Regions from separate parts of the Mus musculus genome. Here region 2 is linked to region 1. A link is a contact called in public HiCAR-type data. All regions are on one chromosome and are shown on one strand. Each heading gives the region's core, a stretch centred on a gene start, on an enhancer-like site or on the middle of the called end of the contact. The rest is flanking DNA. Distances are from core to core; before and after follow the strand shown.

What was found. HiCAR-type assays count read pairs that join an accessible place to other places.
Region 2: a HiCAR-type map of astrocytes shows a contact between it and region 1, with 7 times the contacts expected there. The contact joins the promoter of Gtpbp4 here to the enhancer-like site in region 1. A contact is called at or near these places in 6 of 39 promoter capture datasets (the 3T3-L1 cell line, 3T3-L1-derived adipocytes, cranial neural crest and 2 more) and 4 of 115 datasets of contacts at active chromatin or transcription factors (astrocytes, embryonic stem cells, large pre-B cells and 1 more).

Annotation. Positions count from the first base shown.
Region 1 is chr13:6,623,365-6,628,086 of GRCm38.p6, reverse strand. It overlaps Pfkp (phosphofructokinase, platelet), which reads left to right. Exons shown (of 22, transcript NM_019703.4): 3 at 2,874-2,951. It overlaps Gm35730 (a long non-coding RNA gene), which reads right to left and starts at 309. Exons shown (of 3, transcript XR_382032.3): 1 at 1-309. Within about 2 kb of position 3,281, at least 50 of the 459 cell types and tissues checked have an H3K27ac peak or open chromatin away from gene starts, as enhancers often do. A contact at or near this core is called in astrocytes, where this site is marked.
Region 2 is chr13:8,994,710-8,999,264 of GRCm38.p6, reverse strand. Gtpbp4 (GTP binding protein 4) reads left to right here and starts at 3,253. Exons shown (of 17, transcript NM_027000.4): 1 at 3,253-3,316. The coding sequence starts at 3,269.

The DNA of each region.
Region 1 (4,722 bases), core at 2,032-4,531:
TAGTAGCTTATAGTTCTGTGTATAGGGTTGAGGTCCTATTGGTTTCTCTCTTTTATGTTTGCATGTCCATTGAAATCACATACACACGAGCAATGCAGAGGCTGAGTAGGATATATTTATATTTAGGAGCATGTATTTACACACACACACACACACACACACACACTTAGAGGTTATGAATTTGAGAGAGAGAGAGCAATAGGAAGGAAGGGTTGTAGAGAAGTCAGGAAGGAGGAAAATGATGAATTTCTTTTTGATAGTTGTCAGGATTTCTCTATATAACAGCCCTGGCTATCCTTGAGCTTGCTTTGTAGACCAGCTTGCCCCAAACTCATGGAGATCGGCCATCTATGCCTCCCAAGTGCGGGGACTAAAGACATGTGCCACCACACCTGGCTTGAGATAATAATTTAATATATGTTTAGAGTAAAAAAAAAATGCTTACAGCTTTTAGAAAGGTCTGTAGTTCAGTTTCTAGTACTAATTCAGTAGGTTCACAACTGCTTATAACTTCCTACTGCTGGGCATGTGATGCCCTCTTCTGGCTTCTAAGGGCACCGATACCCACACAATTGAAAATAAAACAAAATCTTCAAAATAAAGTAAGACCAAAACCAAAACCACTGACATAGAGAACTTATGCTGTTTTTGTCTTTATTTTTCTTTGTGAGCAGCTAGTTTTGAATAATGTTTTTTTTTTTTGGTTTTGTTTGTTTGTTTGTTTGTTTTTTTGGTTTTTGGTTTTTTGGTTGTTTTTTGTTTTTTGTTTTTTGTTTTTTTTTGCTAATATAAATACATGACTATAAAACTAGATAACCCTTCAGAATCTCTCATGCCTGGCCTCAAGTGTTTTCTCTAGCACAAAAATAATCAGGAATTTACATTGAGACAGCATCCCAAAGATGAGAATAAACTGGTCATAGATCTATTCGACAAAACACAGGAAGGAAAAGGCCTGATTTAACATGAGATGGTAATCTTCCACTTGCTCCTTTCACTTGGGGGTGGGGGGAGATCATTTTGAACACTCCCTTTGAGTGGGCTAGGTCTTACTTTGTTTATAGTGGTGTCAACACATGACTAAGCATAGTAGCCACCAGGACCTTTAAATACAGCTCTAGCAGAGTCAGTTGGGAGCCACTGATGCCCAACCTGGCCCTGCTCAGTATATTCCAGAGCCTGCAGCCCACGTTTCCATGGGAGTGAAAGGTCTAACAGGAGAACTTCTGGTGGAAGATGGGTGTGATAGGGCCACTCAGGGTTCCATAGCCTCTGAAGTGCTGTAAACAAAACCTGTAGTAATCTTTCTTCGGTTAAAAAAAAAGTATGCTTTTCAAAGGCTCAGCGGTATGTTTTTCTTAGGTGAGTCATCCAACTGGCTTTGAAGGCAAGACTATAAAATGGAATTTTAGAAAAAATGTGTTGGCTACATTACATGTTTAGTCTTTTGCTTCACTAGAGAAAGAAACTGATCTCACTTTCTGCATGATAATGAGATAGGGCAAAATTAGTTCTCCTAACTTGGTAATTTCTTCCTTTTAGTCAAAGGCGGTTTAAAGCTGTGGGGGGCAGGTATCTTTCCTAAGTGGTGCGAACACAAAGACTTCACAGTTAAAGACCAAGTCATTTCCTAGCAAGCTTCCATGGGCGCAGTGGGGTGGAAGCTTTAAACACAATAGTAATCCAGCCATTCTTTTCTTATTTACTTAAATAATTCCGATTATTGTTGCTAAGCGCCTTTAGAATGTGTTAAAGTTTGCAGAATGGTTTTTCCTTGCTTTCTAACTAGCACAACTTTTGTAAAAACACAAACAATTTTTAGAGTGTCAAGTCAGTATCTGAGGCTGTATGGAGGATACTTGGTAGAATGCTTGCCTGACACCTAGGAAGTCCTGACTTTAATCCCTAGCACCAAATAAAACTGGGTGTGCCAGTGCAGTGCACACCTGTAACTAGCTCGTAGGAGGTAGAGGTAGAGGAAACAGAGTTCAAGGTCACCTTCAGCTGCACAGTAAATTCAGGGCCCGTCTGGGGTATGTGAGATCTTGTCTCAACAAACAGACAGAACCCAGCATTTAAGTTAAAAGAATAAGAGGAAAGGCACCATTTCTGTTCACTGTGTGGCATAGTTAAGTAGTCAAGCGGCCTGTGGTGGCTTTGTGGGGAGCAGTTCTATGAGTGTGGATGCTGCTGGACATTGATGCCAGGAAAGGTTTACCTGTTCCAGCCCCGAGACAATCTCAGGATGCTTGTGGCCTTCCGGCTGGTCCTCTTCTCCAGTGTGCAAGTTGGGGCTACATCCTTGCTTTGGGCCTTTTAGTTACCCTACTACTGAATGCAGACCTTATCACAGTGGGCCTTTGGGAGGGAGCTTGACATGTCTTCATGTTATCTTATGCCAAAGCCCTTTGGTGAGTGCAACTCTTTGTCCTGCTCTTCTCGGAGAGCTGTGGAGTCATGGCTGAGGCCCTGGCTGCCGCATCCCTCACTGTGTTCTCTCTGGCTCAGCAGCTTATGAGTTTGGATGAAGACACTGCACCCTAGGTAGAATCTGTTTCATCATAGTGGGGAGCAGGACCTGACACATGGACCCAGGGTGCACTGAGGCTTCCGTTCTACCTGTTCCTTCCCTTCCTTTCCTAAGCTCATTGTAGAAATGTTTGCTTTTTGGTTTTGATTGATTAATTGGTTGATTGATGACTATGGCTAAATACTTTTATCTAGCACTTGCTTGCATTGTCTTCTAACAGTCAGTTTAAAAACTAGGTTCATTGTCATCGTGTTTCTGTTTTATAATTTGTGGGTTTATTAATTAATGTACAGTAAAGCCTAGCCTCTCTTTAAATAGATGTTTGTTTTTTTTCCTCATCCAGGGTTACCAAGGCTTGGTGGATGGAGGCTCCAATATTGTGGAAGCCAAATGGGACTGTGTCTCCAGCATTCTGCAAGTGGTAGGTGCCATGCTGTTCTCTGTTTCTCTATATTAATGTCTCTGTTTTCATTTAAAACACTGGATGCTTGAGTAAGCTCTAACACGCCTTCCCATCCCTGCTAGCTCATAATAAACTATAATTAGTTTACTGTTTTAAACTAGTTATAAGGCCAGAGGACACTCATTTCTTACCATGCTCCTTATTTTCCTTTCTCTGGGACAGATATCTGACTGAAGGAACCCAAGGGAGGATTTACTGGGCTCATGGTTCAGTAGGTATAGTCCTTCTAGTCAGGAGAGCAGGGTGGCTTGAGAGGCTGAGCAGTTCGGCACATGACAGGTAGTGGCTTGTGGCCAAGCTTGTGGTCGAGGGAGATTGTCAAGTGGCTTCTCAGTGCCTTGGCAGATCAGAATCAGAGGACTGGACCAGAAGCTGGGATGGTTGGCACCTTCAAGGCTCTCCCCCAGCAAGCCATGTGGAATTCACCTGGTCTCAAAGCAGCTACAGTCCTCCTACATAGTGTCCCTACTTGAGGACCAAGGGTTCACATTCAATCTACAAGATGTGTCATTTAATTAATTTTTACTTTAGGTATGTATGTGCATGCCTATGTGAGTATATGGGCGTATGTGTGCCCCTATGCACAGAAAGGTCAAAAGATGATGTTGGGTCTCTTGGAGCTGCAATTACAACCGTTTGTGGAGTACCTAGCCTGATATGTGGGAGCTCGAATCTGAGGATCTGGTCCCCACGATTATATAGCAAGCAGTCTTAACCACTGAGTCATCCTTCAAGCCCTTTTATTCCATCTTAAAAATACCAACATGACCTCAACTCAGGAAGTATCTTTGCAATACAAGCTTGGGTGTCTCAGCCTCAGCTACTGTTCATTGTGGTATTTCTGGAAGATTTTTTTTTTTTTCAGAGCAAATGAGTGTAGTAGAGGTTAATTTGGTTTGCTGGTACTGTGTGCTCATCGGTAAATCTCTGTGCCCTCTGGGTTTTTATATATCCCTTGGCACAGAGTAAAACAAAGCCTGGGAAAAATTCTGACTGGCAGCCCCTAGGGCGGTGGATTTAACTGGGACACTTCATCCCTGTTCTAGCTTGAAGCAGACACAGCTAATTTCTGTATTGTGCACAAGGAAGAGGTAATTGTAAATGGTTGCCTGCTTTGATTAAAAAAAAAATCTGTCCAGGGAACTTATGCTGCTTACATCCCTGGAACCTTTTGGCTTAATGAGGGAACAAATTAATTGAGAAGTAAAGAGAAGGCATAGAAAGAAAAGACTTCATACAAAGCTATTTATTTGTTGCTTGAGGCTTTAAAACCTAAGCATTAATCTTTGACTCATCTGGAGTACTTTTTAATATAAGTAAAATTAGCAAATTCATTCTGAAGGTGCTAAGGGCATATGCACTTTAGCAAATGTCGAAGACTCGGAGATGGCACCTGGGAATGTCTTAGCTTTGCTGCGTACCTAGAGAGTGAAGAACGGCTTGGGAAGTTCAAAGTTAGGCAGAGTAATGCTTTCAAGACAAGCACTCTGTTAAACACAGAACATCCCCATCCTGCTGTTGTGATTGAGATAGGAAAATAGGAAACACTGCTCGGTTGAGAGGGTGTGTGTGTGTGTGTGTGTGTGTGTGTGTGTGTGTGTGTAAATCTATGAATGGCATCTGTAAGTTGGTTGTCCATAGTTTTCATCCTGAGGCTGCCCACTGTATCTATTCAACTCTGGAGTCCGTGGGTTTCCCTTCCACTCCCAGTTGTAACAGTACCATGCTC
Region 2 (4,555 bases), core at 2,004-4,503, 2.4 Mb before region 1:
CCCATCAGAAGCAAATAATGTATTATCTAAACGATGGTAAAAGAAAAAGGACTGGGGGGTGGAGCTCAGTGGAGGAGTGCTTGCCTAGTTCAATCTCCAGCACTTTACAAGAAAAACAAATTAGTTTAGCCAAGTGTGGTGGTGTCTCATATCTATATACCCAACAACACCCAGGAGGCTGAGGCAGGAGAATCACCACAAATTTCAGGAATTTTATTATATAGTGAGTTCCAGACCATCTTAGGCTACAAGCTGAGCTCCAGATAAGCTTGGGTTAAACAATGAGTCTCAAACCAGTCTGGGCTACAGAGCAAGACTTCATCTCAAAACAAAAGAAAACCAAAATCCCAAAACAACTTTTTTAAAAAAAAGGGTCCAACAACAAAAAAGAAGTTGGTTCTATAATAGTTTGGGGAAAGCCAGGAGTTTGAGAAAATACAGGACCTGAATAAAGGAACAATGGGGAAATAGCTTTGCTCATTTCAGATTTGTTGGACAGAGCCTTCCTGGGTAGTATGTGATTACAGCCAGTAAATTCTAGTAATCTTGGAGGTTTCATTTAGAATAATCAAAGCATGCTTATTTAACTTGCTGACACAATAATGAGCAGTAATGCTAAGATAACAAATGGCAATGTGCTTCAAATTGATTTTTAATACTGGAACGATGGGAACATGATAGACATTTTCATGAAGAAGAGCAGGACTTGTTAAAAGATCTGAAAAGTGAGAGAGCACACACAATGACTTAGAAGCAGTATGTCAAAGCAGGTTTTGTAGGAGCCAAGCCACATGTTCAAGGCTTTTTATATAATTCTTATATATCTTATATAATTTTATATAATTTCTACATATAACAAAATTGTATAGTTTTGTTTCCTCACCAAATATTATAAGGTTTTTGTAGGAGCTAAGTGAGTTAATTTGGGGTCAACTGCTTTGAACACTGCTTGAGCTATAGTCAGCCCTATTTAAGGTTTAACACCATATGGGATTCTTGAGTTACCTGAGAGTGAAAATTTTATCAATTGTCCAAGTGCTTCATCCTTATCCACTTCCTCCTATTTGAGCTGGGCTCCAAGGACTGAGTCTCCTTGGTGAATACCTGGATTCTGCTAACCCACTGTGTGGGACCACATACAGCTCTTTTGCCTTATTCCATAATTTTCCTTCTCTGCTCCTGTTCCTGGGATTCATCATCAGTAGGGCCACTCTTCTTATGACCTCACCTCTGCCCCTGAGGCCTCATCTACTAACTTTGTTTCAAGGTCTTTAGTCTTGGTCAACCTTGCTCTTGACTCTGTTCAGTTTTGTTCAGTACCCTAGTGGGGAGTCAGAATGTGAGGCTGTCCTTTCCTTTCCTTTTTTTTTTTTTTTTTTTTTTTTTTTGGTTTTTTGAGACAGGGTTTCTCTGTGTAGCCCTGGCTGTCCTGGAACTCACTTTGTAGACCAGGCTGGTCTCGAACTCAGAAATTCACCTGCCTCTGCCTCCCGAGTGCTGGGATTAAAGTCGTGCGCCACCACGCCTGGCCTTTTTTTTTTTTTTAAGATTTATTTATTTTATGTATGTGAGTACACTGTATATGTACAGATGGTTGTGAGCCTTCATGTGGTTGTTGGGAATTGAATTTTTAGGACCTATGCTTGCTCCAGTCCACCCTGCTTGCTCCGATCAATTCAGTTCACTCAGTTTTTTTTTTTTTTTTTTTTCCTTTTTGCTTTTTCTGAGACAGGGTTTCTCTGTGTAGCCCTGGCTGTTCTGGAACTCACTCTGTAGACCAGGCTGGCCTCAAACTCAGAAATCCAGCTGTGTCTGCCTCCCAAGTGCTTGAATTAAAGGCATGCGCCACCACTGCCGAGCCTCACTCAGTTCTTGCTTACTCCAGCCCAAAGATTTATTTATTATTATACATAAGTACACTGTAGCTGACTTCAAACGCACCAGAAGAGGGTGTCAGATCTCATTATGGGTGGTTGTGAGCCTCTATGTGGTTGCTGAGATTTGAACTCAGGAACTTCAGAAGAGCAGTTAGTGCTCTTACCCGCTGAGCCATCTCACCAGCCCGAGACTGTCCTTTCCAACAGCACAGAGAGATGCATTTAGTCAGAAAAGCAGAAAGTAAATGCTCTTGGGAAATACCCAATTTAACATATCTGGAGTCTGATTGAAAATGTCTGATTGTAATTAAAAAAGACACCAGGCTGAAAGCAACTTGTATTATCAAAGTAGTCCACACTGGGGCTGTGAAGGAGAAAGGAGAAAGGAGACTTTGAGGAGAGGAAGAACCTTGAGGATTATCTAGTTAGGGAGAGACTCAGGAAGGTAAATTAGCAAAGAAGACTGCATTCTAGACATCAAGTACCAGAATGATGGATGTCACAGAAAAATAGGGAGAAAGGTTTGAAGAAGATGGCAACACCTGAGAAAGGGTCTTTTAGTTAAAAGATAATCATGAGGCAAGAGTAGATGGATTAAGGTAAAGAAATGGGTGGCTTAATTAAACTGACAGGGAAAACGCAAGTGGGAAGGTTGGCTTCAATCCATGTAGGTCTGTACGGATCAGACTTTGTGTCTATGTCTGGTGCCTGGGTTCTGGGCAGCTGTGTGGGGGGCAGAGTTTTTTCACTGGCCCATGTCAGGTGAAGGTCAGGTGAAGGTGGAGCACCCACAAACCACCTCGAGACTGCAAGGTCAGGAGAGGAAACTCGGGCCACCTGGAAGTATGCAGTCTACTCCATTAACAGAAGCCCCGTCAACATAATTTACTCGAATAAATAACTTTCCACACTGCCAGGCGACAGACAGCCTTTCTTGCTCAAGGGACACCAAAGTGATGCAGAAGCCCCGCGCTGCGTCTTCCCGCTCGTCACTCGCTCTGGCCGCGGCGTCCCCAGAGGTGGCTGGAAACACCCTTTGGAGCCCCGAAGCCGGCTTGGGTGAGGGCAGTGTTTCCTGAGAGCCCCGCCAAGGTGGCCAGCCGGGAGTCTCCCTTTCACCCCGCAAGGTTATCTCTCCCACCTCTAAACCCAGCAGATCTCTACCGCGGCTCTTGGCGGCGGACTTCCCGGCCGAGCGGGGACGCTGTGGGACTAGAAGCCTGTCTAGGCGGACGCGTGGGCCACGCCTCGCGGACATTCAGGAAATGATGTAACGCTTGAGTCCGGCAGCCAAAGTTGTGTCACGCCGGATAGCGGAAGTCCCGCCCACCTCCGCCGGCGGAAGTCCGGTCCTCCGCTTCTCCTGGTTCCTCGTGCGTTCCACCGCCGGCATGGCGCATTACAACTTCAAGAAGATTACGGTGGTGCCGTCTGCCAAGGTAGGGGTGACAGAGGTCGTTTCCGCCTATCTCCATTTCCCCGACAAGTCGCCAGGGAGGGTCCAGGCCTGTATCCCCGAGACTGGGGGAGGGAGGACACCGTGCAGTCCCTCGGCCCTCAGTGCGGAGCTCCGCTTGCTAGGCTTTGTCCTCGCGACCCTCGGAGATCAGTCCCACTCTCTGAAACCAAGCCCCTCTCCTGCTGTCCTTGGGTACCCTAAGCCCTAGAATCCCTCCAAGACATCAGGGCCGTTCCAGAGCCTATGATTCTTGTGTGGCCTGCCGACGGGACAAAGTGTCTGGGTGGTGGCCACAGTAAGGAGCAGGGTAGGAAGCCTGAAGGGGCCAGTGGTGAGCGTCGTGTGAGTACCCTCCCCTTTAAGTAGAATTTGATTCGTGACGTCACGGTCTAAAAAGATTTTAGGTAGCTGTCATTTTGTCGTTGGACTTAAAAGATGCAATTGGTTATAAGCACGCAAGTAGCCAGGCCCACATTATGTAACGTAGCAAGATGCTTTCCTCCCAAATGTCGAGAATGAGGTAGGCTAAAGAACCTAAAAGGATACACCGGTTTCTCTGGCAAGCCATGGGCATTAAATTGCAGAATCAGTTAGAGGAACCAGTGTCACTATCGTTAAATTGACCGCAGTGTGGGTGTTTTCGACATCCCCCTTTCTGAATGAGCTTGCTTTGAAAACTTGTGTAAAGAACTAGTATTTTCTGGTGGGCGTGGTAGTGCACGCCTTTAGTCTCAGCACTAGGGAGGCAAAGGTAGGCGGATCTCTGAAAGACCCTGTCTTGAAAAGACAAAAACCATGTTTCCACTAGTTGTTTTCCTTACACGTCTCTGTATTTCTCCTTTCTTCCTCTTTCTGATATCCATTCTGATACGTTTTTCACACGTTTGTAATAATTGGAAAGAAACTACATGTAGGAATCACATTTTGTTTTAGCCCACGAGACTGTCGCCACTACTTCTCAAGTGCATGTTGAAGGAACTCGTACACTTTTTATTTCACTGGAAATAGAGTTCATTGGGTCAAAGGAACTTTGTTGATATAATTGACCTAGGAAAGGCAGCCTTTGTCTCTGTTGCCCTGAAGGAGGTCTGTTTGCAGATGAGTTTGCATGTGTGTAGATAGGTGGTGGGAAATAAAAAGTCAATCTGAAGAGTATGGGGTGCTTTTGTAAAGTGTGTGCCAAGTTCTGTGTATAGAAACACATAGAATAGTCTGCGTC